2 separate regions of the Mus musculus genome follow, and region 1 is linked to region 2. Evidence: chromatin contacts called from public Hi-C data. All regions are on one chromosome and are shown on one strand. Each heading gives the region's core, a stretch centred on a gene start, on an enhancer-like site or on the middle of the called end of the contact. The rest is flanking DNA. Distances are from core to core; before and after follow the strand shown. Region 1 has its middle 17 kb from the start of Gm30402. Region 2 has its middle 21 kb from the start of Gm40047.

Region 1 (3,308 bases), core at 135-2,634, 370 kb before region 2:
TGGCACAGATGTATACCTTTGGGGCTGGGCTCACTATCATTGGTCGATCTCACTTCAAACATTTTCTAATTTCCATAGTGATCTCTTATGTTTCCTGGATTAATTGCATGTATTTTACAAACATAAATATTTCTGTCATTTTATATTTCTTTGCATCAAAAATACATCCTGTATTTCAATCCTTTGCATTTTTTTATGCGTACTTGTTCTGGCATACAATAATTATAGTAAATTGTCCTCTTTAGAATGAAGAAATGAAGTCTCTTGTGTAGTTACTGTGTAAAGCATTCTACATGTTAAGATGAGAACTTCATTCATGCCGTTGGCAATCATCTGTATCCTTTGTGATGTTTGATCTGTGAGCTAATAAGCCTTTGCAGCAATCATGAATTTTTGTTTTCAGTCGGTTTGTTGTTTGCTTTATGTATTTTCATCTACTTCTCCATGTTTGAGTTAGACTTATTTCTCCGAGGTGTGATCCACTTGGAAATATGCTGTTTGCATTTTTGCCGTTAGTGTTTTTTAACAAGGAAGCATGGCAAAGACATGTCCTCCTTACAAAGGATGGATAATAAAGATAATTTCCTTGTCTTGCCCCCGCTGTGTCTCCTCTCTCATTGCCTCAGCCCTCAGCTATTAGATGGGTGCCAATGAAGGCAGTCTCTCTGTGAACTACTGGCTGCGGTGCCAGCTGCTAGGATCCACTGGTGCATCAGGCCACACCCTCACAGCACGCTGAGGTTCCTGCCATATTGGGTCTCTCTTCTTTCTGTCTGTAATCAGATGACTTGGAACCTGCTGGCTCTGACTGGATTTTAGCACATGACTTTCATCTGTAAAAGATCCTGGAATCTTACACACTGGAGATGAGCTAGTCTTCCATTTTACAGCTGGAGTACTGCCTCATGTAAGAGGAAGGTGCTATACGCCACATTGCTTTCCAGCCCCCAGGTTTTTTGAGATAAAATGAGAATCCAGGTTATAACTAGATGCACCAGTTTCCCTCTAGGAGGTTTGTCTTTGTTTCTATCGCCTTAACAAGTAGGGAAGCACTTTTCTCGTGTGGTGGATATCTTGCTTATTTTAAAACTCTTTAATCCCGAGCCTAAGCTTAGTGTAAAACAAAGTTTGATTCATACCCAGTAGTAGCCTGAGAAACTTTCATAGAACTTGGGTGGTTAGCAGAGGAATGAGCAGAACCTCAACTCCACAGCTCGCTGCTGTGTGCAGATAGTTACCAAGTATGCCGAAGGAGTCACGTTCTGCTGAGCTATCAGTCAGGTACCAACGGCACCGAGGCTCAAATACCAAGTTACTGCTACCAGGATTTAGCAGCCAACCCTTGCCTCACTGACCAGAGGGGGGCGCCTAGGATCCCTGATAGCTGATGGCAGCCGGGCTGAGACTCAGCAGCTGCTGCCAGGCTAGACTCTGGCTGGGCTACACACCTCTGCCCTCCTTGCCTATCTCCTTGTCCCAGGCCTGGTGCTTGATCTGTGGGGCCACTTTTCCAGCTGAGTCACAACGACACAGCTGACATCACACTCACCTTCCTATGCCTCCAGCAACAACACCCCCACCCCTTCTCTAGCCTGGCAGCCTGGAAGGAAAGGAGTGCCAACGTATTTTCTAACATTTCGAGACCTCCATTCAGAGGCTTCTGGGGTGTTCTGGCACTCAAGAAAAGCCAAAGCAGGAACCCAGTTAGACCCTTCCAAAGGACTGCAGCAGCATCCAGCCCACCCTGGCCTGCACCAGAAAATCTGAGGGAACAAGAGGACTCTTTGTAATTCACACATTCCATCAAGATGGGCCCAAATCAGGTTCTGTCAACTCCCACACCACCCCGCTTTCCCCTGCTCCAAAACCAGAACCATTACATAGCTCAACAGACTTTTATTCAGATCGGAGGCTTTGTTAGCACCAAGGATTTGATCCAAGATTCTCTCTCTCTGTGGGAACTTGCATGGGCACCTCTTCCCCAAGCACCACAGCAAAAGCAGATGGCCGTCTTGGAGCGGGTCAGAAGTCCGGGACTCTGACAGGTTCAGAGTTCTATTTGCCAGGTTGAATTGCTTGTAATTAAAATGCTCCTCCTCCTTCTCCTCCTCCTCCTCCTCCTCCTCCTCCTCCTCTTCCTCCTCCTCTTCCTCCTCATCCTCCTTCTCCTCCTCTTCTTCCTCCTCCTCCTCCTCCTCTTCCTCCTCCTGCTCTGCTCTCCTGAACTTATCCTAGGAATGAGCAGCATTGATTCATGCATAGAAACAGATCTGGCCCAGAAGCGAACGCTACCACTAAACATCAGGGACATCCAGTAGAGATGTCAAGAAAGCTAGTGGGCCTGTGGTGAGCAATTAACCTTCCCCTTGGGCTCGATGTTTCCTACTTTTCAAGGCCATGGACCACAGTCAGGGTTCTGTGTGGTGAGTTGAAGCTGGCGTATGCATCCTCTTGTTTCTCGCCTTTTTGACTGTTCTCTCTCCATCCCCTTGCCTAAGCCATGCCTACAATCAACATTCTTCGTGTTTTGAGTCTTGTTAGTAACACTTCATGACATCAGTTAACATTTATCTGCTTTCTAGTGGGGGGTGGGAAATGCCTCATTAGTCTCGACACTTTAGTGGGTGAGGGCTCAGAGACACAAGCTGGCTTTGCTCCTTCCCGACTGCCTTGTGCTAATTGTCAGACTGCTCTCCAGTTGGAGAACTCACAAGGTGAGGCCTGGCCACGTGCATGCGCATCTTGAGGCAGTATGAATGGCTGGAGTCCCATCAGGAATCTTGTATTTCAAAGCCTTCCAAAAGAAGCAAGCAACAGAGCTTTTCCTATTTGGGGAGCTCCTCGTAAGAGCGATGGCATTCTCTCTGGTTGAGTATGAAATGATCTGCGAAGGGGGTCATGCTGGGACCATGGGCTGCACCCAAGCAAAGCCTGAGTCCTGTGCAGGGAGGGAGGCAGTCGCTTCCATGAGTCACTTTACAGAGTGCAAGCATAGTTCTGCTGGAAGAGCCACGCTCTGATCCTTAGATTTCCCTAGTTCCAGTTCCAGTTCTGAGTTCTGTCACCATCAGTGCCACAGCCAGTTCGTCACAGCAGGATGGAGTGACCATGTCTGGGCAAATCGTGGAAATAAGAGACAGAACACAGGTCCCCCGAACAACAGCTAAGGTTCCCCCGAACAACAGCTAAGGTTCCCCAAATGAAGATGAGATCCGGATTTCACACACCGCCCGACTGAGAGGAGCCAGGGTCTCTTGCCACCTCGGTGCCACCTGGGTGACACTGGCAGGCACTCTCAGACCCCTCCT
Region 2 (3,185 bases), core at 148-2,647:
TGGCCGCTGGCAACTTCGCTCTTGACACTTTGATTCTTTTCCCAAGAAAAGAAAGGGACTCCAATTTACTTGGAATAGTTACCCACAGGGAATGGCCACCCGCGGGTGCTTATCGGATAAGATCTCCAAGCGATAGGGAAGTTTAGATTCAATACAGCAAAATGTTCTATGAATCCTGACAAACCCACCAGGAATGGGGTGGGTGATGCATGGTTAGGCTGTTTCCCGTGGATCCGGCTCACAGATTCAGCAAAGGTGGAAAGCACCTGGTCTACTCTAACCATTTTCAGCCCTGACTGCAGAGCTGCTACCTGGAGAGTTTTAGAGGCATGATCTCCTATATCTAGCTCTTAGAACGGCGAGTATAAGATCCTACCATGAGCTGCAGCAGCTCCTCCTCCTCCTGCTCCTCCACCTCCTTTTCTTTTTCTTCCCCTCCTCCTTCTTCCTCTTCTTTTGTTCCTTCGATTATGTGATTTAAACATCAGGAGCTCCCAAGTGTGCCAGGAAGGAGAGTATAACCCTAGCTCAATCCTTCCTATTGTCCCAAACTTGGCTCATCATATGCATGATGCTATCAAAGTGCAGATGATGACTCGAATGGTCAGGGGTGGACTTGGAACTCGTTGGATTTGTTTGTTTGTTTGTTTGTTTGTTTTGTTTTAGTCCCAAATGAAGCAGGTGTTGCTGTTGGTCTCGTGACTGCTCTGGGAGGGACTGAGCCATGTCATCCAGTCCTACAAATAGATGAGTAGATTTCAGGACTGTTTCCCTTTGGTCATTTTACTATAAAGATTAGGGGCCGGCAGGGTAAGGAGATTGGATGGGGTTGGCCTCTGTTCTTAGTCTGATCCTGAGACTTGATTGATATGCAGTCTTGAGCAAAGTACTTCCCTGCTTCCCTTAAATGTAGAACTGGAGAAGAAGCTAACACATGCGCTACATCGTGGTTAGGCCCATCAGATGAATGAGACATGTGGAATGTACTGTGACCTATAAAGCCCTACAAAACATACAAGTTTATTATTACGTTAGACTTTGAAAGATACCAACATTAGCCTTCAAATACTGGTCATTTACATGTGAACACATTTTCATAGTCCTTGATTTCTCCTAAGAAAAATACGCATATATAGGCACACACAAAACAGCTGGTTTTTATCTACTAAGATGTTTTGGGTCTCTCTGTGTATGCATGCATTCACATGTGTAGTGTGTGTGCATTCTTGCCCCATTGCCTGGGGTATAAGGACTTTAACCAAGAGCATTCAAGAATGCAGAGCAAATGTTCGGGAGCAACAGCCAAATTGGTAGCTTTTCTCCTTCCCAACTCCCCACCCGCGCCCAGGAACATGCTCCTAGCCAAAATACGATGGCACAGTGCCCTGGCCAGCTTTACCTCAATGCTCTGTGTGCCTTGGCTAGGCTAAGTACTGAGGCAATGGGTTATGATAGGCCTAGCCAGAGATCGAGTACCATGCCTTCTAGGACCCTAACCTTTGCGGAGGTTTGAGCCTGCAATTCACATAGCCAGGGCCACCAACAACGCTAGCCCTACCATCTGTGAGTATTCATTCCACAACGAAACGAAACCTCTGGCCGAGTCTTGCGCCGCATTTTGGGCACCGCTGCCGAGGTTGCGCAAACACATTTGGCACGGGCCTCGGGGACCAGGCAGTTCTCTGGGTTGAATTGGAGAAACAAAATGTACTTGTCCTACTTCCGAGATGGTGTCTGAGGACTTGGCTCCCTTGGCCCAGGAACTGCCTCCCTGCTGATGTCATTCTGCCACGGAACGGCAAACAGCTCTTCCCCGGGTTCAGCAGTTCAGGAGCAGAAGTAAGAGAAGGTAGGGATCAAAAGGGAACACAAGCAGGCTTGACTCCATCCGGACAGCTTGACCACACACGCACGTTCTTACAGCTGAATCATCTGACAAGAAACGCGTCCTGGCTTTGCATGTAGCAGAAAGGCCAGCTCCAAAACCCTGGGGCAAATTTGACTGGCCACCGAGTTATCTCCCTGCAATGGGGCTTCATGGAGCTCCAGCCGCTGTTCGCTGCTCCATTCGCCCACAGGAGTATCCGATCCCGGAGGCCCAGCAGGACACTTGACACTCAGACTGACTGTTGAAATAATTTCCATGTTGCACTTGTACCCAGCATTCAAATCCCTGCGTAATATCTCAGGCAGCCAGTGATTGCACTTTCTCAGCCAAACTGAGGCGGATCCTGCTGGCCTTTAGAACGTTTCCTAACTCCAGGTTACCTCTGAGCACACAAAGTACCACAGACGGGTCAGGCTCCTGGAAAAGCCATTCTGTAGACACAGCTTTTTTTTTTTCTTCCTTTCCTTGGTTTTAAAAAGCTCGTCTTTTCCATATTTACATTTTTCCACCTGTGAAATCCAGAGTTTTGTAGATGCTCTGTTGAGGTGTGGCCTTAGAGCTGCTATCTCAGGCCACAGAATCCCACTTGAGTTCCATGACAAGAGCAAAGCCACCATGCAAACAGCGTGGGTAGTCACTAGGCGCACGTGTCTATGCCATGTGGGTGCTTACATGAGGAGGTCTTAGGAGACAGAAGAAGCTTTCCTTAAGGACTTGGCCAGCTACCTGGGGACATGTCCTTGGCTGTCCACCAGAATAACTTGGAGGCTCTGAAAAAAAAGCTCCAATATCTGGGCCCTTTACCAATCTGTATGAACTAGACTCCTCTTTGGGAGGAGGCCCCTCCAATGCTGGCTGGAACACAGAATCTATTAGTTACATCTACCTCTCCCCGGTCCACCCCCAACCCCCCAAGGAAAACTAGTTCAGCCCGAGCACTCACGACCCGTGGTTAAGGTCACTCAGATAACTGGAGACCACCCATTTATACTTGTTGCTGCCCAGAGACACTGTTTTATTTAACTCCAGGAAAAATGGAAGCATCTGATGTTGAAGTTGTCCTGTCGGGAAGCCATTTTACAAGTGGTTAAGAGGAAAGGTGCAGGAAGAAGGGACCCTGGGTCTGCTGGTTGAGAGAACGACTTTGGGGCTGGAGAGTTGGCTCAGTGGTTGAGAGCACTGACCGTTCTTCCAAAGGTCCTGAGTTCAATTTCCAGCAACCACATGGTGGCTCACAACCATCTATAATGGGATCTGATGCCCTCTTCTGGTGTGTCTGAAGACAGTGACAGTGTAC

What was found. Hi-C and Micro-C count contacts between places; a contact is called where the count stands out from the background.
Region 1: a contact with region 2 is called in a Hi-C map of muscle stem cells, with 2.4 times the contacts expected there. The contact joins two enhancer-like sites. A contact is called at or near these places in 10 of 39 promoter capture datasets (the 3T3-L1 cell line, 3T3-L1-derived adipocytes, the C10 cell line and 6 more), 1 of 15 datasets of contacts at CTCF or cohesin (large pre-B cells) and 3 of 484 Hi-C or Micro-C datasets (the C2C12 cell line, muscle stem cells and myocytes).

Annotation. Positions count from the first base shown.
Region 1 is chr3:52,973,432-52,976,739 of GRCm38.p6, reverse strand. No RefSeq gene overlaps it. Among named protein-coding and RNA genes, the nearest start is that of Gm30402, 17 kb to the right of the region's middle. Within about 2 kb of position 1,384, at least 32 of the 459 cell types and tissues checked have an H3K27ac peak or open chromatin away from gene starts, as enhancers often do. A contact at or near this core is called in hippocampal neurons and muscle stem cells, where this site is marked.
Region 2 is chr3:52,599,708-52,602,892 of GRCm38.p6, reverse strand. No RefSeq gene overlaps it. Among named protein-coding and RNA genes, the nearest start is that of Gm40047, 21 kb to the right of the region's middle. Within about 2 kb of position 1,397, at least 54 of the 459 cell types and tissues checked have an H3K27ac peak or open chromatin away from gene starts, as enhancers often do. A contact at or near this core is called in hippocampal neurons and muscle stem cells, where this site is marked.